5 separate regions of the Mus musculus genome follow, and all the other regions are linked to region 3. The links are chromatin contacts, called in public Hi-C and Micro-C maps. All regions are on one chromosome and are shown on one strand. The core of a region is the stretch at or near the end of the contact, and the rest is flanking DNA. Distances in the headings are between cores, read along the strand shown.

Region 1 (4,434 bases), core at 979-3,478, 510 kb before region 3:
CGGAGTCTTGGTATCTAGAATCCACTGGAAGAAATCATCAGAAGCGTCAGTGTTCGTGACTGTGGACTGAGCACAAGTAGAAACAATATCAACAGATATCTTGCAGCTACTTAAATAAGCCTCGAGAGGAGAGAACTGATGATTATGGCCAGAAATCAAAATATACAACTTCCCGCGAGGAACATATATATAGAGAGAAGAAAAATAAAAGTGTAGGGGGTAAATATTGATTTTGTTTCTATACTGAAGAACAAAACTGTGTGATGCTTGTCACTTTTATGGTAATTCCTAGTAATCTGTAGCCTATAAACTTCTTCTCTGTCTGGGTGGAAATTTTGAATAGGTATGTTGATCGGTTTTAATTTGCTGGCAAAGACCGAAACTGTATTGAAGTGGATGAATTCCAAGCGTTAATTAAATTCAAGTTAGGCAGGGGTATATGAATTGTACAGAGAAGGCCTGGGATTTTTCTCGTAGGTGTTAAAAATGACAATTACCCAGACAGGGTGCGAAACTATCATACAAGACAGATGAACATTGATGTGGGTTTGGGGGAGTGATATAACCATCATGGCATGTATGTCTGGTGAGTGTTGTCCAAACACACATGGCAATCTCTGCCAACACTCCAGATGTTGGGATCTGTTTCTATGGGGAAGCACTTGCCATGCTGTGGAACCATTGTCCTGGTCACGCCAAGCCATCTGCCTTGCCCAAACTTAGCTTACAGTTGAATTTTCAGCTGCGTCGTTGACACCTCTCAAGTTTTCCCTTTCTGATACAGGCTCAGAGGTATATCCTGTATGGTACCTGTCAGTTCTTGGAAATCTAATGACTCATTTCCTAAAACGAGTTGATGTTGTTTTTCTGAAACATCTTTAAAGAACAAAACATATAATGACAAGTTAACCTCAGGTGATGTTTATATTTTAGAAGGTTTTAAGATACATACTGGTTGCTGAGTTAGGTATAAAGGGGTGTGTGTGTGTGTGTGTGTGTGTGTGTATGTGTGTGTGTGTATGTGTGTGTGTGTGTGTGTGTGTGTGTGTGTGTGTGTGTGTATGTGTGTGTGTGTAGGGGGGTTACCTGCTGTCCAAACAACACTTCTTCAGCTAAGAGCTGTATATTCAAATTACTACAAGAACATATTGACAATTGGCAAGATGATATAATTTAAGTCAAGAATCCTTGAGAACAGTGAGACTTTCATTAATTTGTCAGACATTTGAAGGCCAGGACCTTGTCTTGTTTGCCCCTGATTTCTTTCTATTTCTTTTTGTTTTTTGAAACAGAGTCTCATCATGTAACCCTGGCTGGCCTTGGACTTGATAAGTGGAGCAAGGTGGCCTCTAAGTAGCAGAAATCAGCCTGCTTGCTGGGATTAAAGTTGTGCTACGCAGTGTCTGCCCACGCTACAGCACCCTTTGTGACAGGGTGTAGACCGGCCGAAACTAATGAGATATCCTGATGCCCCTGCCTCCATTTTCCCACACCCCCTACCCAACCCAACCAGCCAAGAAGCCTGGCCCACCTTTGTTGAAGCCTTTAAAAGGGCTCTCTGTACGTATTTCGGAAAGCTGGAGTGCTGGCAATCAGACTTTCCTCATTCTGGAGTATGAGAGTCACAGAATTTGTGGAAAACATAGACATACAAAAGAAAAGATTTATTGTGGGGATTTGAGTTTATAAAATAACTAGTTTACCTGGAATCAGGAGGTGAAGTCAGGAAGGTTGCAAATTTGACATTAACCTGGAATATACACTGACTGTTTCAAAACAACAAAAACAACCACTGGCCTGGCTGGTAATCCAGCTCAGCCCTAGAGTCGTTGCCCAAAAGATCAAGGACCTAGGTTCCATTCCTAGCACCCACTAACCAACCCCAAAAGAGCAACACAGTGGGAACTGGATTTTCTGCCTGGTGCTGGAGTCTGAATTTTTTAAGGGAGGCAGTGAGGAGGGCTGGGTGAGTATGAAGTGGGAGGTTCAAGGAAAACCCAGAGTCTTTGAAGCTTGACTGGAAACCACAATGAAGGAACAGAACTTCTGTCTGTCTGCCTCCAGGCCTCTAACGCTTAGGCTGGGGACACTGCGCAAGAGAAACTAGTGTCTTGTATGTCTAGGAGGTAAGGAAAAAAAACAAACCGCACTTGGCTCAGAAGTCAGAGAAAGTGAATCATGAGCTCCACTACTCACAGCACCAAGAGGTCCCAGCTGCAGCCCCACCCGACTCTGACTCTGCCGGCAACCGACTGTGAGTCAGCAGATAGGCAGTGCTAGAGGGGCTGCCTCATTCCTGCACCAACTTCCTGAGGAATGTTTGCACCTTCTTTTCTGTGTTCTAAACCTTTTGAAAACTATTTTCATGGCTCACATTAGCTCTGAATGACACAGAAGTGGGGAGGTCAACAACCGAAGCTCTTACTTAGGCAAACTGATATAACACAAATAATAATAATAACAATAGCTATTATTATTACCATTATTATTCCTGTCTAACCTTCTGTCAGGCTAGCATCCTTTCACATCTTTTAATGATGCTTAACTTCCAAATAAAGACAAACAGGAAATACTACCTCAGGCTAACATAACAAAAGCAACCCTCACACACATGAAAACATCCAGAAACTGACAGTGATCCTGTCCTAGGAGAAATAGATGGAGCCCTGGAAGATAGAGGAGGTATTCAACAGACATTTGCATTCCCTCTTTTAACTGTTATTAACAGCAATGCAGGAGTTAGAGCTTCAAGCCGATCTCTAGAGAATATATACAGAGCACTTTGGCCCTATACCTAGCAGAGGAACTCTTGGGTGTGGTAGGTAGCCTATGCCTGTAACCCTAGCACCTGAAATCCAGAGGAGGCTTTGAGTTAGAGGCTAGCCTGGACTTAACGGTGCGTTCACAAATAGACTAAGCCACAGTATGAGACTCTCTTAAAATACAATCAAACAAACAAAGGAAAGCAATGGGCTGAGGGAAGAAGAAATTCGCCAGGTTTGGAACAGGGACGGTTCTTTTCAAACAACTGACTTTTATTTTGTGTGTGTTTGACTGCATATATGCATGTGTACCTCATATTTGCCACACTTGCTCATGGAAGCTAGGCGAGGATATCAGATCTTCTGAAAGTGGAGTTAAAGACAGCATTGAGCTGCTGTGTGGATACTGGAAATTCAACCCAGGTCCTCTGCAAGAGCAGTAAGAACTCCTAACCACTGAGCCATCTCTCCATACATATGGATCTTGTATACTCCATTCCATAAAATCCCAAGACTTCTTTCCCTTTCAAAATGGGGATATTTGGGGTGGCGGGGTGGGGGGGACTAAAGATATTGCTCCATTGGTAGAAGGCTTGTCTAGTACACATAAGGCCTACGGTTTGATCAGCAGCACCACACAAACTAGGCACAGTGGGACATGTTTGTAATCCTGGCACTCAACAGGCAGAGGCAGAATCTGCAGTTCAAGACATTCTTGACTGTGTAATGAGTTTGAGGTTACCCTGGGAAACATGAGACCCTGTCTCAAAAATAAGGTACATTTTTGCTCAGGCCTAGAATTTAATTTGAGGTTCATGGCTCCAGAGGGTTAGTGTCCATGGACCTCATGGTTGAGACCATGATGGCAGGAAGGCAGGCATTGTGCCAGAGCAATGTCTGAGAGCTCATACCTCTACCCACAAGTGCAAGGCAAAAAGAGAAAGAGGGGGCTGAAGGTAGGAATGGCATGAGTTTTCTGAATCCCCCAAATCTGCCCTTAAATAACACACTTCCAGCAAGGGCTCATCTTCTAACCCTTTCTAAACAGTTCCACTAACTGGGTACCATGAATTCAAATATGGAGATGGGCCACTTTTATTCTAACCGCTACACATTGGTTTTATCCTTCCTCCTTTACATAGATCCTAATTATTGAATTCATGTACCCAGTCTTACTCAGCAAGTACTTTTACCATCTAAGCTATCTCACCATTTTGTTTACAACAAAATGTGATTAGCTGTTCACTTTGAGGCAGAGGAGAATCAAACATTTTTTTTTTTTAAATGAAAGTGTTATTCAAGTAACAGGTATTTTGTATGTAGGCTGCTGACTTTACTTTCAATACTTGGTTTTTTTTTTTTTTTTGGTTTTTCGAGACAGGGTTTCTATGTATAGCCCTGGCTGTCCTGGAACTCACTTTGTAGACCAGGCTGGCCTTGAACTCAGAAATCGGCCTGCCACTGCCTCCCAAGTGCTGGGATTAAAGGCGTGTACCGCCACCACCTGGCTTACTTTCAATAGTTGTAAAGAAATGAAAACTATATTCTGTGTGGGCTAGAAGAACATTTAAAAGACAGTAAGTAGATTTGGTGGCATATAATTTTATCAACTGTCTATGTCATTTCTGACTTATCTTTGTGATAAATACCTATCATAGGATCCTGTGTGCAT
Region 2 (4,002 bases), core at 1,174-3,673, 770 kb before region 3:
GTTTTAGTGAAAGCAAGAAAAACAATACAGAGTGGTGGGCTTCTAAAAGCGACCACTGTGTGTCTTGGAATTTATGGATGGACATTGCTATCAGATGGACTAGGATACAAAATAACGATGCACAAGTCAGTAGTAGTATATATTATATACTATATGAACCTATAATCAAGATCAAGTACCATTAAGCAATAGTAGCTAGAAACAGATAGTGATTATTTCTGGGGAGGAAGGGACAGCTAACGAAGGAGTTGGAGCTGACCTCTGAGACAGGTGGGAATGTTGCAAGTGTTGGAGCTGAGTAGAGACCACCCATCTGCACCAACCCATGCTAAGGCGCTGTTCAGCCAAACTCCCAATAGTTGTGTGTTTTGTGAACTCCTCAGTAATGTGTCTTTTTTTTTCATTCTCTTGCTTCTGAGATTTAAATCAGTGGATTAAAGAAGACTGTCATATTGCTGAATGAAATACAAAGGAAAAATGACAGAACATACTATTTTTACAACTAATATGGCACACTTCCTATGTTGGAAGTAAATGATAAGGATGCACAGAAAAGGAGTCCATCTGCATAAACCGTGAGATATGACCTGGTGATAAACATCTAGCAGCCTAACAATGGGGTTACTTACATATGGGGATGCCATGGACATTGGTGACAGTCTTGCCAAAGAGACACTAATGTTTTTAATATTTTCATTTGTTTCAAGAAGAATCTACTGATTTGTACCAGGGTCTTAGTAAAGAATGGACATAATCTTTAACTTCAAAATGCTTCTGGGAGTTTGAGGCCAGCCTTGTCTACATAGTAAGTTTCAGGCCAATCAAAGCTACATAGTGAGATTCTGTCATTAAAAACAAACAAATGGATATGTAATAAATCCACTTTTGTTTGAGAAGGTGCCAAATTGTCTATATTGTGCTTTTAAAATAATGAACCTATAACCAAAAGAAAACAAAACAACAACAAAACTGACACAAATATGTCTAAATAAAAGAGTATCATCCGATCATTCTTATCAGCATCAATTTTATATGGGAATAAGCAAAAACAACGGAAACCATAAGCATAATCATAAATTTAAAAAATCAAGCTGGGCCATGGTGATACATGCTCCCACCACTTGGGATACTTAAGTTCAATAGTCATTTCCAGGTTATCCTGGGCTTGCCGGGCAACATAGCATGCAGGTCTCAAAAATCCTGACTTATTAAATTAGAAACCCTACAGTGACTCTTTGCACATCTTTTTAAATTCCCTTGAGAATCTGAGCAAATTATAAAGAACACCACCATAAAACGGCAAGTAAAACATAACCTTTTACAGAGAACATTAAAGGACTGAAGGGTCCCTTAATGCCCATTTCTAGAAACTGAACTTCGAGATATCCAAAAGTCAATAAAAAGCAACAGAAACTGCCTCCTATCAGGCATGAGGCTTGGGTTCCATTCCCAGCACCTGAATGACCAAGTCAAAAGCAACATCACAGGAAAAGTATCTGTGAGAGACAAACACTGGATTGTAAAAGGCTACAACTAATCGTGCGTGCGCCTGGAGGAAGACCTTGAAGCTGAGAGGCCTAATTCACTACATGAACAAACTCCAAAGAAACGCGTTGAGCCCTAAGGATCTTTAAGTTTAAGGAGCAGTTTGATTATAAAAAGGTCCTTCAGTTTGCACCGAACACTTCCTCTCTCCATGCTCCTCAAAGCTGGACAACCTGCTCCCTTTCAGTAGGTCTAGGACATTTGTATAGGCGCCCTACCCCTACACAGGCACCCAGACCTGCCTCAGTGTGGGAGGCCCTTCCAGTGTTGAGTGGCTTCTTACAACAGGCAGTGAAAGTAACAGACCAACAAAACCACAAATAAGGACCTGGGGGCGGGGAGGGGTAGGAGGTGGGGGTCACTACTTTTAGATAATGTGAAAGGAATTCCCTTAAATGTTAAGATTGTTCTTTAAAGAACAGAATAATTTACAATTGATGTTCTTAAGCTGCTGTGACAGAAGAGAACACAGAGGCAGATGAGGCTCTACAAAAATCACTTTGGAAAAAGAGGATAAATTCAGCACAGGGACAATTGAGAGAAAAAAAACTGAAGCAACAATCAGCTATTTTAGCAAAAAAATACCAAATAAATCTCTATCCAAATCATTTTCAGCTTTCCTGGACCAATGGTTTGTTTGCTTAAAAACTTATAAACTCGATTTTACTTGTGAAAATTTTCGTCAGTCTCCTCCAGCCGCAAGAGGATCTCCTCTGCGCACTCCAAGGAGGGAGCTCCGGTGATTTTCTCCTTCACGCTCTGGAACAGCTGCCGGAGCATCGCCTGCAGCATCACCTCATCCTCGCTGGAGAAATGGGCCATGCCTTGCAGCAGTCAAATCTCCGCAACCACCGCGGGGTCGCCACCAACAAAGCGCACTGCGCACGCGCGACCCAGCCCAATCGCCGCCGACGCTCAGCGTCGTTCCCTAGGAAACCACAGCGCGAGTCCAAGGGCGGGGCCGCGGTTGAGTGGCGATGTGCTGGAAGACTGGGCTGTAGGTTTAGAGACCACCGAGAACTTGCTGAGGCTAACGTTGGATGATTGACGTTCCTTGGTACCGGCAGAGCTCAAGCCTCCCCCGACCGGAACAACAAACACCTCAGGATCTGCTGGGAGGGCCTAACGGGAAACGCCTCGGCTGCGCCTGACGTCAGCTCGCTGACGCGCCCAGGGGAGGGGTTAATCCCGGAGGAGAGTGGAACTGATCCTGACCTTGATCTGCAGGAAGTAGGAAGGGGACGAAAGAGAAGAGGCCTTTAGTAAAAGCAGGGCAAAGGAAGCCAAACTGAAATATCAACTGGGGATTGGGTGGTATTGAAATGTGGAAAAACCAGGTTCATACAGCAACCGTAACAACTGTTGCCTGCCAATGAGGATAGCACGCTGTAACAGAAAAGAAACTTAACAATTCATTACAGGGTAGTTATGTATTTTACTAAGGAAATGCCACATGACAGACTGGAAGTAGCCCTTGAACACTCATCCCTAGCAAAAAGAGCTATGGATAACTGCCTTCTGGGATCTAAAGAGTCATTGGTCTCTAAGGATGTGGCCATGCTCCAGAGGATGGCCCAACATCCAAAAGGATATAGGCAGCAAAAGTCAGTTCTGTGTTTTGTTTAGGGAGTTTGGATTGGTAGTTAAGAGCACTGGCTGCTTTTTCTGAGGACCCAGGTTCAATTTCCAGCACCAACATGGTGACTCACAACCTTCTGTAAGTCCAGTTCCATGAGATCTGATGCCCTCTTCTGACCTCTGTGGCACTACTCATCTGTGGTTCACAGACATACGGGCATGCAAACACTATACACATAAAATAATTTTTAAGATCAACGTTTTAAAAAGAAGGGAGTGTGGAAGTGGAAGAGTACATGTGAGTATGATCTAATACATTGTACAAATATGAAATTCAAAAACAAATCCAAAAATGCATTTCTTTAAAAGAAAAAAAAGGTGGTGTTACTTGTGGAAACATAAGATTTTTTTTTATAAATCAGTAAGAAGTTTAAAAAGAAACAACATATATAGTATGGGAGCTTACAAATGCACAATATTCAGATGCCAATAGTTACTGATGCCAAACAACTGATGAATGGTTTGACGTCAATAAACTTCCCAAATCCAGCTGTATATTCTATCCTCATCAGATATACTTCTCAGTTTAGCCAGATTCAGTAATTTTCTAGGAAAACAAATATTTCTCTCCAGAAATTGCACCATATATTTATTCAGAATATAAGGTCATTGTTTGCTTTTCAGTATAAAATTAAAATTTGTATTTTTAATTAATATTTGACAATTTCATACATGTGTATACTGAGTTGCATCTCCCTTTTCTTATCTATACCCTTTGTCATACTTTGGTAAGGAGAAACCCTTCTGCCAGCAAACTTCCTCCTGTTTTGGTGTCTTTTAATTTCCTATTGATCCACACAGTTGCTTGCATTAGGATCT
Region 3 (4,404 bases), core at 334-2,833:
CAGAAAAATTATACAGAATAATTTGCTGCACTATATACACTCATAATTTGAAGAATTAATTTTTCAAGGCTTGTTTTTACTTTGTCAAAGGAAAATTATAGACTTGGCACAGTGTAGTAAAGACTTAATACAGGAACTTAATGGTGATGTGACAGTTAATAAAACTATATCTTGAAAGTAGCTGGCAATGCTCTGGATGATAGTTAGCTTAAATGGAACAATTTGTTAAATCATTCAACTAATGCTTAGTAAGCATCCATTGTATAGCATTATCAAGTATGTACTGTGAAACTCTTGTGGTCGATGCCATATAAAAAGTTACATGCTTCTGTGAGATTTAAAATGTAGCAGAGAAAACACCAGCGCTTAAAAAAATGGATGATATCTTATGATCCAGTATATATATTTACATATATATATATATATATATATATATATATCAAATTAGTTTGAATGTTTACTTGAAAATACTTTAAATTCTTACATTGAAAACATAGAAAACACAGAAGTGGATGCTCACAGTCAGCTATTGGATGGATCACAGGGCCCCCAATGGAGGAGCTAGAGAAAGTACCCAAGGAGCTAAAGGGATCTGCAACCCTATACGTGGAACAACAATATGAACTAACCAGTATCCTGGAGCTCTTGACTCTAGCTGCATATGTATCAAAAGATGGCCTAGTCGGCCATCACTGGAAAGAGAGGCCCATTGGACATGCAAACTTTATATGCCCCAGTACAGGGGAACGCCAGGGCCAAAAAGGGGGAGTGGGTGGGTAGGGGAGTGGGGGGGGGCTTTTGGGATAGCATTGGAAATGTAAATGAGGAAAATACCTAATAAAAATATTAAAAGAAAAAGAAAACATAGAAAAATAAGAATCAGATGAAAAGAGACAGTTGGTTTAAAATGGTTGAAGTCAATATTTTGTACTCTGTAGTTACGTTATTTCCGTTCATTTTGATAGATCAATTTCTCTAAAGATTGGAAATCTTTGGGGCCAATAAAAATACCCTGAATATCTTCTGTGTCCTGTCAACATTCACATATCTTTATTATCTAATAATAAGGTATACATCCAGATACTATGCTGTATAGTGGGCCTGACTGAATGGCATATTAGAATTCAAGAGGGAGCAGATTTGATGTACAGTCTGAGAAACAGACTAGAGGGACCAAGGAAGCACAAAAGGCTTATGTCGGATACTAGTGAACCTCCCTCAAGACCTCGGCAGAGTTTTCAGGAAGAAACCGTAAAGAAGTGTTCTATATTCACCTCAGGACTGAAGACAAGAACACTGAAAAAAGATGTGATTCGGATACAGAATTTTTTGAGTAGCTCCCGTTTGAAAGGGGTAAATGAAGTGCGTTAAAAATATCCACCCCTCTGAGAATATCCAAAATAGAACTTTCCTTTTGAAAAACCAGAGAGATGTGCTGGGATCCTTTTCAAGGTCACTTTAACCTCTAAGAAATCAACGCAGTTTCTGTTGTGAGAGCAGGGTCGCCTCCCCTCCTACCCTTCCTTATCCTGATCAGGTGATGTCTCAGGCGGCAGCGATTCTTTTTTAATGTAACAAACAGTGCCATCTACTGACCAACTCATGCTACTGAAGCGGTAAATATTCTAGGACAGTAATTTGATCTGTGATAGGCCATTTGTCACAGTCTACGGAAGTCACATTTTACACGTGCTTATTCGAAGCTACAAGCAGGACAGGTGCCGTCTGTTTTGATTGTCAAGACTTTTTTTTTTTCTTTTTAGTACAAGAAGAGATTGAGGTCCAAGAAAACGGATCATTTGATCGTAATTTCGACTCTGTGGTTTTTTGTAGAGAGTACCACTTTGAACTGAATTCCCCTGAATGGAAGGAAATGTCACACTTTAGAAGTGTAAACAAGTCTTCAGAGTTCTAGAGCCTCGGAGTAAAAGCTAGATGGGGATGAGGGATGAAAAGGTGTGAGGTCCGTAGAGCAAAGCACACTGCCCAATGACGGACAGTCTGGGGAGAAGGAAAATGCTCACGTGGACTGTCAAGTCGGAGAATGAAAGGAAAATGAGCCAAGGCTATTTTATTTCTCCCCCTTTAATACTATAAAGCTTGGAAATATTTAGGTCAGTCCCATGTGTTCCTACATAGGCATTATCAATAATTCCATCTATTGTGTTGCAAGTTGTATGGTGTCAATAATCAGTCACTTACAAATTTATGAGAGTTAGGCTGAAGTAAGGATGGATAATGCAGTGAAAATCTCCCTATACTTTGATTAATGAGAATTAAGCCCCATTTGGTTTCTATTTGCACCCAAATCAGGAGAGTGTTGTTACTGTTATTGTTGTTATAGGCTGCATGCAGATATTACACTGAACAGTTCCATGGTTGTGGCATTCATGCTGTTTTCCTATAAGCTTCTGATTCTATAAATGGATGTAACCAATATCTGTGGGATGGAATATTTGTAAAAGAATATGCTACCTTCTCCTTTAAGAGAGAGAGAGAGAGAGAGAGAGAGAGAGAGAGAGAGAGAGAGAGCAAGAAAGGATGTTGATTTTGTGTATAGGGAGATAGGGAGGATCTGGGAGGAGCTGAGAGAGGAGGAACTATAATAGAATATATTTTATGAAAAAATATATTTTCAATTAAAAATATACTATTTTCTCATTTAAGATAGGAATGAGCAAGTTGATAAAATGGGTCCAGATGTTTGTTTCCGTTGTTGCATTGAAGCTCTTGAAACTGTATGAGGCACATTCTCAAATTATATAATATATATCAAATTAGGAAATGAAAGTAATCTATCAGCCAGATGAATCATATTCGGGAGGGTTTCTGAGAATAATACTCAAGATGTACAATATTACCAATCTTTGAAACACAGAAGAAAAAGAAGGAGAAGAAGAAGAAAAAGAAGGAGGAGGAGGAAAAGGGAGGAGGGGGGAGGAAGAAGAGGAGGGGGAGAAAGAGGAGGAGGAGGAGAAGAAGGAAAAGGAGGAGAAGAAGAAAACAGCAGCACAGAAGGCAAGTTTGACAGCAATGCGACCATTCAAATGCACACGATCTCAGTCTGCATACAACCACCTCCTTCCATTTCTCAAACCAAAGGCTTCCAAAGAGCCAGGAATCTACAGAACTAATGATGTCAATGACCATAGCAACGCAAGCACTGGAGGGGTGCGCTTTCTTCACAGGACACTGTCCTGAGGGTTGTTAGTAACACTGAAACTTACTCTGGGATTAGACAAGGACATATGGTGGAGGCAGAAGGCAAGTCTTCACAGAGATGCCTCTTGGTGATAGCTCAGGACAGACCTGAGAAATGCTGACAACAGCTGCTGGAGCAAGTCACAGACCCACAGAGCATGTGGAATAGCACATGGAACCTGGCTCTGGGCCTCTGTAGTGGGGTTTGTTTAGGATTTCAAAATAATTCAGACTCAGCATCTGCCTACTCTCTTATTTGGTGATCTCTTCTCATTTTAACATTTGATCAGAAGAAGAATTGGAATCATGATTCTAATTCGTTTTCCAAGCTCAGAATGGATTTTTGTGCTCAATTTGGAATCCATGCTATTACAGGTGTTTTGTTTTGTTTTATGTTGTGGATTTTTGTTGTTGTTGTTATTTTTTATTTTTTTATTTTTTGGTTTTTCGAGACAGGGTTTCTCTGTATAGCCCTGGCTGTCCTGGAACTCACTTTGTAGACCAGGCTGGCCTCGAACTCAGAAATCTACCTGCCTCTGCCTCCCGAGTGCTGGGATTAAAGGTGTGTGCCACCATGGTCGGCTTATGTTGTTTTAAAGAACATTGTCAGAAGTCTTACAGTCATTAAGATTAGGCTCATTTGAAAATGACAAAAGAATCCAGAGATAATACAGTATGAACATGTTTCCCCCTCTTTCTGCTTTCTTTCTCTCTATTGCATGAATGATATCAAAGCTCTGCACCAAAACTTTTACTATAGGCTACTTGTAAGAATAGAAATCAAGTCACACCAATAAAGATAAAGATGTACACAGCCAAACATTGGACTGAGTGCAGGGACCCCAAGGGGAAGTTAGAGAAAACACTGTAGGAGCTGAAGGGGTTTGCAACCTCATAGGAAGAATAATAATATCACCCAACCAGACCCCCCAAAGCTACCAGGGACTAAACCACCAACCAAAGAGTACACAGAGAGTACCCATGGCTCTAGGTGGATATGTAGCAGGGGATTGCCTTATCTGGCATCACTGGTAGGGGAGCCCCTTGGAGGCTTGATGACCCAGGATAGGGGTACTCTAGTCTGCTGAGGCAGGAGTGGGTGGGTGAGTGGGTGAGCACCCTTATAGAGGCAGGGGGAGAGAGCGGGGAATAGGGGGCTTGTGGAGGGGAAACTGGGAAAGGGGATAACATTTGAAATGTAAA
Region 4 (4,229 bases), core at 454-2,953, 890 kb before region 3:
TAAGCAAAATGAGCTAGACCCAAAAAAAAACAATGTATAAAATGTTTTCTTACATGTGGTTCCTAGATTCTATTTAGATTCCCCTTCCCCCTCCCCCTTTCCTGTGTGTGCATGTGACAATGAGACAATCTGAATGAAGGAAGGCAACTAGAAGGAGAGGGAAGAGGAAGAAATATGAAGGTATGGAGGTAAAATACAGCAAAGCACATGGTACACTTCAAACAGCTTCATAAAACTCACCAATAAATAAGGTGAGGACATCAAGAAAACTAGGGTTATTCTTAGAGAACTCTTTATTTACTCTTTTCTATTGGTCTTCTCCTTATATTTTTCATTTACTTTGTTATATGACAATATCGTATGGGCATATGATATAAAGCAATTACTAGCTAGCTCTCCAATATTCCTTCTTATCTCCCTCTCTTCTCTATCAACCCTTCTGTATCCCTACCAGTTCCTTTCTGGATTCATGACGGTTTTTGTTCTGTTCTGTGACCCATTTCATTTAATCAGATCCCCCTGTGTGCTCATTGATTATACACTGATTCCTAGTAGAGTGAGAAGTGCTCTGTTCAACCATCTTCTAAAATAAATCTCCTGATGATTGTTTCCTGAGCCCCTGGCCGTTATTTCTACTCATCAGTCAAGGCCCATAAAGCTATAAAAATCAATACCTAAATGCTTATCTTTCCAGACAAAGCAAATAAGTAGACAGTGTACTTTAAAATCCCCTCTTTTAGATATCCATGGTCAAAAGATCAGTAACTGCAGGTGTAGCACATAATACCATCTATAAGCCAGACTTAGTCATTTTTTTCTTCTGTAGCTAGAGAAAATTTCACATAAACTAGAGATTACGCTGCACATATAATTCATATGTTCATAAAATTTACTGTGTTCTTTGGGTCAGTTTAACCTTATTTTACAAAAGTGCCACTTTCTTTGATAGCTGAGTGTAACGTGCCCGAATAATTGAAGATTCACTTCTATTTCTGACAGGTTCTCTCTTGCCCCCGCTGTCTTCAAGAAGCGAGGGAGCAGACAGCAGAGAGGATACATATGAAGTACTCTGTAAACTCGGTATTACCAGCCTTTAAACGGGATGAAGCAACGTAAAAATAGATCACCACGAAGGATTTAAATGAAACAGGTTTGCACTCAGTAGATGCAGGATACTCGTGTTATAGTTCTGGGAAGTGTTTATAGCTCAAATACGTCTTGGGATGTAGACGCATCATCTGAGAGAGCATCGCAGTAAGTCTGCCTGTCAGGAACTGCAGATCGCCTAGAAGCCTGGAGCTGTGGGAAAAAGTGTGTGGGTGGGTGGGTGGGGGTGGGGGGGCTCGGGTCTTAAAGGCTGGAAGCAGGGCCTACGAAGACCACTGTCCTTCCTGCTGCTGTGTTGGCTAGCGTCAACTCAGTATCAACTATAGCCATTTTGGAGGAGGAAACCCCTAATTGTGAAAATGTCTTCAGCGGATTAGCCAAAGGACAAGCCTGTCAAGCATTCTCTTGATTGATGTTTGATGTGGGAGGGCCCTAGTCTCTGGAGGCAGTGCCACCCGTTGGGCTGTAGCCATTTCCTCCAAGTTGAAACATCTTCTCCTGGAGGGAGGGGGCGCTAGAGAGTCGGGAAGTAAACCAGACAAATCCGGTGAAAACTGAAACTAGCAAGATTCTCAAGGTCCCCACCCCCTCTCCTCCTGGGCTTCAAAAGCAGTCGAAAACTGCGGGGTGAGAAAGGATTGCACGGTTGGCTAGGATTCCCACAGCGAGCAGTTCGGTTGCAGTTTTCCTGAATCCCCACCTTGATGAGGTAAGCTTTTCAGAGATGCAGCTGCTTTTGAGCTTCCCTGACCCCACTGACCAGCACTGGATTCTGGATTTCCATCCCATAATTAGTTGTCAATGCCCTCTCTGGGCTAAGCAGACATAGACTGTGGTTCTCTAAATACGTCTCATGGGACAAAGTGTCTGGAGAGGTATTCTAGAGGCATATGTTAGAGGTATTTTGCCACATTTCCACATCTCATAGCACTGAACAATAAGGGAATTGTTGGCTATAGGGAACTATGCCACCAAGAGTAAGCTAGGGTCTAGAGAACCCCCTTAGCAAGTCCTGAGAACACCCATCTAGCACCCAAAACCAACACAAGATTAATGCAGCATAGTGGGGGGCTCAAACCCCACAAAATACAGCCTTAGACACAGAAGCCTATAAGCAGCTGAGACTGAATAGGAAACAAAAGTAGATATAATGTAGGGAAGTTAAAGATACCAGTTCAAACTTCACAGTAGACGGGAGAATTTTCCAGCTGGGCTGGAGAGATGGCTCAGTGGTTAAGAGCACTGGCTGCTCTTCCAGAGGTCCGGAGTTCAGTTCCCAGCAACCACATGGTGGCTCACAACCATCTGTAATATAATTTGATTCTCTCTTCTGGTGTGAATGAAATAAATAAACAAACAAATCTTAACCAATAATAGTAGTAGTAGTAATAATAATGATAGATAATTGTACCAGGCATGCTTGTCTCTGTAAAGTATAAACTCTATAATAATCATTAGATTTTTTTGCCATCTGTACTTCCTTTCTCATCTAAGGTACTTACTGATTTTGTGATTTAGACTACATGTTTACATATAGGAAGAGATTACAAGTGAACTTGGGAAAAACTGGAATTCACCAGCTATGGGACAACAGTTAAAGACTTTTTGATAAACTACTTACTTAAACTGTAGGTGAGACAGTGTTTCATTGGAGGATTTTAGTTCTCTCAGGCTTACAAGACTAAAGCTAAAGTACTTGGTGATGCCTGACAAGAATTACTGTAAATATTAGACATTACTATTAAAGATACTATATCTTTGTGACAATACTCTTGATACAAATTATTTCCAGACCCCATTTGAAAAAACTAAGCAAAGAAGTGATTTTAGGAATTCTAGAAAAAATAAATATGGGAGGGAAAAGAAATCACTCTATAGTTTTGAGAATCCTTACCTCAGTATTTCTCAAAAGTGAGCTTGCCAAACTGTGGAAGTCCACAGCTGCCAGGCTGAGGTAGAGGCTTCAGGGACTCTGAAGACAAACTAACAAGGATTGAACTGATTTCAATGCAGCTTCTTGTTGAGAGGTCTCTAATCTTTAGTATTCCTATACTCTTGTAAATCCAAAAAGTTATGTATGAGTGCTCCCCTACCACCCCACTAAAGTGCTAATGCATTTATCTTTAGGGCCTTTCTTATCTAGAAAATGGCTCCATCAAAGCAACAGAGGGATCCAGGAAATAGGACAGTAGCTATGCTATGGTAGTTAAGTTGACTATGAATGCAACAGGTTCCAAAAACACATAGGAGACAAACTTCTGGACGGGTCTATAAAGGATTTTTGAGACTGGCTTGGGTGGGAAAACCCACCTGAAATGTAGACTGTGCGGTTCCTTAGATTAGATTCCAACACTACCTAAAAAAGTAGACAGGAACTGAATAGAGTCTCCATCACTTTGCTTCCAGAGTGCTGAAGCAATGTAAGCAGCTACCACTGTGCCACAGTCCTGCTGCCATGCCTTCTCCACCACGGCAGGCTGCCTTCAAACTGGGCCAGCCTAAACCCTTTACTTCTATTAGGTGTTTGTTATGTCATTCAATGAGAACAGTCATTAATACAGTGGTGTGTGGGGTGTGTGTGTGTATGTGTGTAACCTGGATAATGGTATGTGGAACCTCGGCAATGAATGCATTAGGCATTGTAGTCTCTGGAATCAAAGAGACCAGATTCAAATTCCAGCTGTACAAATTACTAATATCTGAAGTCAATAGCTTACTTTGTGCCCTATTTACATTAGCTATTTTCTAAAGGATCCTGAAAATAACTACCTTAGGGGATTGTTCCAAAATGACATCATTTAAATTAGAACCAGTGCACAGCTCCTAGAACTTCATGGCACTGAGTAAACGTGATATGGTATGGGGGAAGGAATGGTTTATATTTGGGGATATTCTCAAGAAACCTTAGAAGATACAAACAAAATAAGGCACCTACAAAACCATACAGGTATTGAAGAAAAAAAATCAAGTTATGGGAAGAATAATGTAGCCATACTGTACTGTTACTGAACACATCAATGAATAAGATTTATATAAACATAATGATGTAAGGCTTCAAGGATGATCCCATCAAGAACATGGTAAAAACTGGAGGGAGGAAGGGAGAGAGGGGAAAAGTAAGT
Region 5 (3,970 bases), core at 1,400-3,899, 530 kb before region 3:
GGCACTTCCTCTTCCACTGAAGCCAGACAAGGCAGCCCAGGTAGTAGAACATATCCTGCATACAGGCAACAGCTTTCGGGATAGCCCCTGCTCCAGTTATTTGGGACCCACATTAAGGTCAAGCTGCACATCTGCTGCATATGAACAGGAAGGCCTAGGTCCAGCCTATGCATGCTCTTTGGCTGGTGGTTCAGACCTGACAGCCCCAAGGGGCCAGGTTAGTTGATTCTGTTTGTTTTCCTGTGGATTTCCTATCCCCCTTTGGGGCTGAAATCCTTCCTCCTATTCTTCCATAAAAGTTCCCAAGCTCCATCCACTGTTTGGCTGTGGCTGTCTGTAATTTGTCTGAGTCAGTTGCTGGGTGGAGCCTCTCAGAATACAACATTTTTCTGTCTGCAAACATAACAGAGTATCATTAATAGTGTTAGGGATTGGTGCTTGCCCATGGGATGGGTCTCAAGTTGAGTTGTGGTTACTGGTCGGTTGTTCCCTCAGTCTTGCTCCTTCCCCAGTGCCCATATTACTTGTAGACAGGATAATTTTGGGTTGAAAGTTTTGTGGGTTGGGTTGGTGTCTCTATCATTCCACTGGGGTTCCTGTCTGGCTACAGGAGGTAGCTTCTTCAGGTTCCATATCTCCAATGTAGTAAGACACAGCTAAGATCACCCCTGCTGTTTCTTGGGCACCTCCCTTGTCCCAGGCCATGTTTCATCTTGGAGATCCCCCCCCTACCCCCACACACCTCCTTACTCACTTCAGTTGTAGATTGCCATTCATTTTCATGGCCATCTAGTCATTTTTCCTGTCCTTCTCCACACCTGATCCTGAATCCCCCATTCCTCTCTCCATCTCCACTCCTTCCCAGTTCCCTCCATCCACTTGCCTCTTATGACTATTTTATTCCCTCTTCTAAGTGAGATCCAAGCATTCTCACTTAGACCTTCTTTCTTGTTTTGCTTCTTTGGGTCTGTGGAGTGTAGTATGGGTGGCCTGTATTTTATGGCTAAAGTGAGTACATACCACACACATCCTTTTGGGATTGGGTTACGTCACTCAGGATGATATTCTCAAGTTCCACCCACTTGCCTGCAAAATTCATGATGTCTTGGGTTTTAGTAGCTGAATAATATTCCATTGTGCAGATGTACCACATTTTCTTTATCTTTACTTTAGTTGAGGGACATCTAGGTTGTTCCCAGTTTCTGGCTATTACAAATAAAGCTGCTGTGAACATAGTTGAGCAAGTGTCCTTGTGGGATGTTGGGGTATCTTTTATGTATATACCCAGGAGGTATAGCTGGGTCTTGAGGTAGAATTAGTCCCAGTTTTCTGAGAAACTGCCAAATTGTTTTCCAGAGTGTTTGTTCAAGTTTGTACTCCCATCAACAATGGAGGAGTGTTCCCCTTGCTCCACATCCTTGCCAGCAAGTGCTATCACTTGAGTTTTTGATCTTAGCCATTCTGATGGGTATAAGATAGAACCTCATAGTTATTTTGATTTGCATTTCCTTGATGACTAAGGACTTTGAACATTTCTGGAAGTGCTTCTCAGCCATTGGATATTCCTCTGTTGAGAATTCTGTTTAGTTCTGTACCCCATTTTTTAACTGGGTTATTTGGGTTGTTAGTGTATAACTTCTTGAATTCCTTGTAAATTTTGGATATTAGCCCTCTGTCAGATGTAGGGTTGGTGAAGAGCCTTCCCCAATCTGAGGGTTGCCTAATTGTCCTATGTGACAGTGTCCTTTGCTTTACAAAAGCTTTGCAGTTTCATGAGGACCCATTTATCAATTGTTGATCTGAGAGCCTGAGCCACAGGTATAAACCACCACAATGTCTTCAAGTACATTTTTGTTTGTTTGTTTTGAGACAGGATCTTACTATGCAACAGAGGTTGGCTTGGAACTTGGCATATAGACAAAGGTAGCTTTGAACTCAGAGATCTATTTTCCAAGTACTGACATTAAAGGTTGTGCTGCCAGGCCTGGCCCAAGTACATTTTTTTTAATCAATTTTCTGCTCTGATTCTCAGCTGAAATATTATGTACCCGGTAAAAATGTGACAAGATATGAGCAACAAACTTCATGTGTTTTATTTAGCATATTCAAAACAGTTTGAACTAAATATAGGTAATTTGAATCTTCTGTGATTTGGTGTCAAACAGATCTCAAAAGATCACTAAGACTAGAGCTGACTAAGCTTTGTGAACAAGAGAAATAACTCAGCAGTAAAAAGTATTTCTTACTCTTATAATAGACCAGGTTAGGGTTCCCAGCACAACATAGCAGCTCATAACCATATATACCTCCAGTTCCAGGAGCTTGGACATGCATGATCTCCTGGACTCACACACATATACTCAAATATATATACCAAAAAATAAAATGTAATTAAAAAAAGAAGCAAACATGCTTATGCTTTATTTGATAAGTATATAATTGTTATCTTGGGTCTTGGTAAAAAGGTAATATAGTGCAGGAATTAACCAAATTCTTACTTTTCTCATTAAAACTGAGAAAGTTTGCTTTGCAAATTCTCCAGTTGTCATATTGGTTACTTTGAGCTTTTTAACTGACCTAAAGTCGGATGTGTGGAAGTGTCAGGCCAGCTTTCCTGGGTGTGATCCAACCGTCTGCCTAGAGACATAACTATGACACATTCCTCAAAGCCTAGCTTGCTGGCTCAATCATACAGGCTTTGAGTTTAAATCCGGAAAGTAAAGAAAACGGGAGATAGTGATCAGCAACAGGCTGGGATGAGCTGGTCTGTGTAAGCGTTGGATTGGCAGAGCAGGAAAATCAAGAAGTGCCATCAAAATACACGGTGTGTCTTGTTTCTGACCCCAGTAATTTAGGTTGGTTGCTAAACAAAATAAATGCAGCTTCTCTCATGTTCAAAGCACTTCCTCAAAGAAAACAAAGTTAAGTGCCTAATACCAGGCTGATTCTCAGTTTGCAGATGAAGAAGCTGATGAGAGAGAGTCTAAATGCCCTGGTGGAGCTTAGACAAAGCTGGGGGTTACAAAGAAAGTCCGGGTCTTGTCCCAACAGGGTCACTATCCTGCAACCTTCTAGCCTGTCCCCGTGAATCAGCAAGAATGCTGGCAGTCTGGATGCCACATGGAAGGAAGCAAGCCTGGAATCTCCAGTCTAGGATTTTTGGCTCAGCGGGGGCTGCACACAGGCTAGCTGAAATCCGGCTTCAGGTTAACACAGAAGGAAAGGCGTAAAACCCGGACAACAGAGATAGGCTGCTCATAACGTTCCCGGTACCGCTCCGGAAAATTCAAAACAAAGTTGTATCAAAACAAAGTTGTAAAAGGAAAGACGATCATTTTGGAGCCTTGCTCAGGAATTCCAGGCTTTCCGTTCTGCACTCTCCTCCTCGCAAGGAAAGCCGTCATTTCTGAAAAAATATACCCAGTTTTAGGAAGGCTATTCCGAGAGGCAGACAGCTTTCTGAGGAGATCATTTGAACATCTGGGTTTTTTCCATTCTGTTTTGCTACTAATTTGCAATATGGTAATGAAAGAGCCTTGGGAGAAAACACATTGAGAGAAAAATTGTGCCTCAAAAATTATATATCTTTGTTTTTATTTGTTTTTGTCCCCTCCCCCTTTAAATATACTAGACAGTTTACAGTAGTTTGGCCACAGAGATATTTCTGTGACTGGAATTTTTGCCGTTATGATCAGGCCCACAAGTTTGGTTGCATTCCAACTCTTTAGCTTCACATCCTCTTAGCTTCTCGATCCATACATTAACAGAAGTGAAATAAATTACTAGATAAGGCATTTCCAAAGCAATGCAGAGCACATACCATATAAATATCAATTACCTTGACTGTTGAGAATAATATCCATTAGGGAATCCATAGATATTACTATTTCCTGCCTAACAATGCTTTTTAAACAAACAAACAAGCAAATAAAAACGGAGGAAAGATGTCTATGGAAGACAAGAGGAGTTT

What was found. Hi-C and Micro-C count contacts between places; a contact is called where the count stands out from the background.
Region 1: a Micro-C map of granulosa cells shows a contact between it and region 3, with 7 times the contacts expected there. The contact joins two enhancer-like sites. A contact is called at or near these places in 1 of 15 datasets of contacts at CTCF or cohesin (pro-B cells), 10 of 484 Hi-C or Micro-C datasets (LSK cells, Th1 cells, bone marrow-derived macrophages and 7 more) and 3 of 115 datasets of contacts at active chromatin or transcription factors (embryonic fibroblasts, fibro-adipogenic progenitors and trophoblast stem cells).
Region 2: a contact with region 3 is called in a Hi-C map of cardiomyocytes, with 1.7 times the contacts expected there. The contact joins the promoter of Tbc1d32 here to the enhancer-like site in region 3. A contact is called at or near these places in 2 of 39 promoter capture datasets (both in liver), 2 of 484 Hi-C or Micro-C datasets (cardiomyocytes and uterus) and 2 of 115 datasets of contacts at active chromatin or transcription factors (embryonic forebrain and fibro-adipogenic progenitors).
Region 4: a Hi-C map of muscle stem cells shows a contact between it and region 3, with 3 times the contacts expected there. The contact joins the promoter of Msl3l2 here to the enhancer-like site in region 3. A contact is called at or near these places in 2 of 39 promoter capture datasets (cranial neural crest and liver), 1 of 484 Hi-C or Micro-C datasets (muscle stem cells) and 2 of 115 datasets of contacts at active chromatin or transcription factors (embryonic stem cells and stem cell-derived neural progenitor cells).
Region 5: a Hi-C map of cardiomyocytes shows a contact between it and region 3, with 2.1 times the contacts expected there. The contact joins two enhancer-like sites. A contact is called at or near these places in 9 of 484 Hi-C or Micro-C datasets (LSK cells, bone marrow-derived macrophages, cardiomyocytes and 4 more).

Annotation. Positions count from the first base shown.
Region 1 is chr10:56,484,578-56,489,011 of GRCm38.p6, forward strand. No RefSeq gene overlaps it. Among named protein-coding and RNA genes, the nearest start is that of Gm36595, 55 kb to the left of the region's middle. Within about 2 kb of position 2,229, at least 136 of the 459 cell types and tissues checked have an H3K27ac peak or open chromatin away from gene starts, as enhancers often do. A contact at or near this core is called in granulosa cells, where this site is marked.
Region 2 is chr10:56,226,266-56,230,267 of GRCm38.p6, forward strand. It overlaps Tbc1d32 (TBC1 domain family, member 32), which reads right to left and starts at 2,424. Exons shown (of 33, transcript NM_001033385.3): 1 at 2,213-2,424. The coding sequence starts at 2,367.
Region 3 is chr10:56,999,943-57,004,346 of GRCm38.p6, forward strand. No RefSeq gene overlaps it. Among named protein-coding and RNA genes, the nearest start is that of Gm36827, 20 kb to the left of the region's middle. Within about 2 kb of position 1,584, at least 29 of the 459 cell types and tissues checked have an H3K27ac peak or open chromatin away from gene starts, as enhancers often do. A contact at or near this core is called in cardiomyocytes and granulosa cells, where this site is marked.
Region 4 is chr10:56,105,214-56,109,442 of GRCm38.p6, forward strand. Msl3l2 (MSL3 like 2) reads left to right here and starts at 1,704. Exons shown (of 2, transcript NM_001163833.1): 1 at 1,704-1,816. All of the region lies in intron 22 of Tbc1d32 (TBC1 domain family, member 32), which reads right to left.
Region 5 is chr10:56,466,057-56,470,026 of GRCm38.p6, forward strand. The region is part of intron 4 of Gm36595 (predicted gene, 36595); the gene reads left to right. Among named protein-coding and RNA genes, the nearest start is that of Gm36595, 36 kb to the left of the region's middle. Within about 2 kb of position 2,650, at least 107 of the 459 cell types and tissues checked have an H3K27ac peak or open chromatin away from gene starts, as enhancers often do. A contact at or near this core is called in cardiomyocytes, where this site is marked.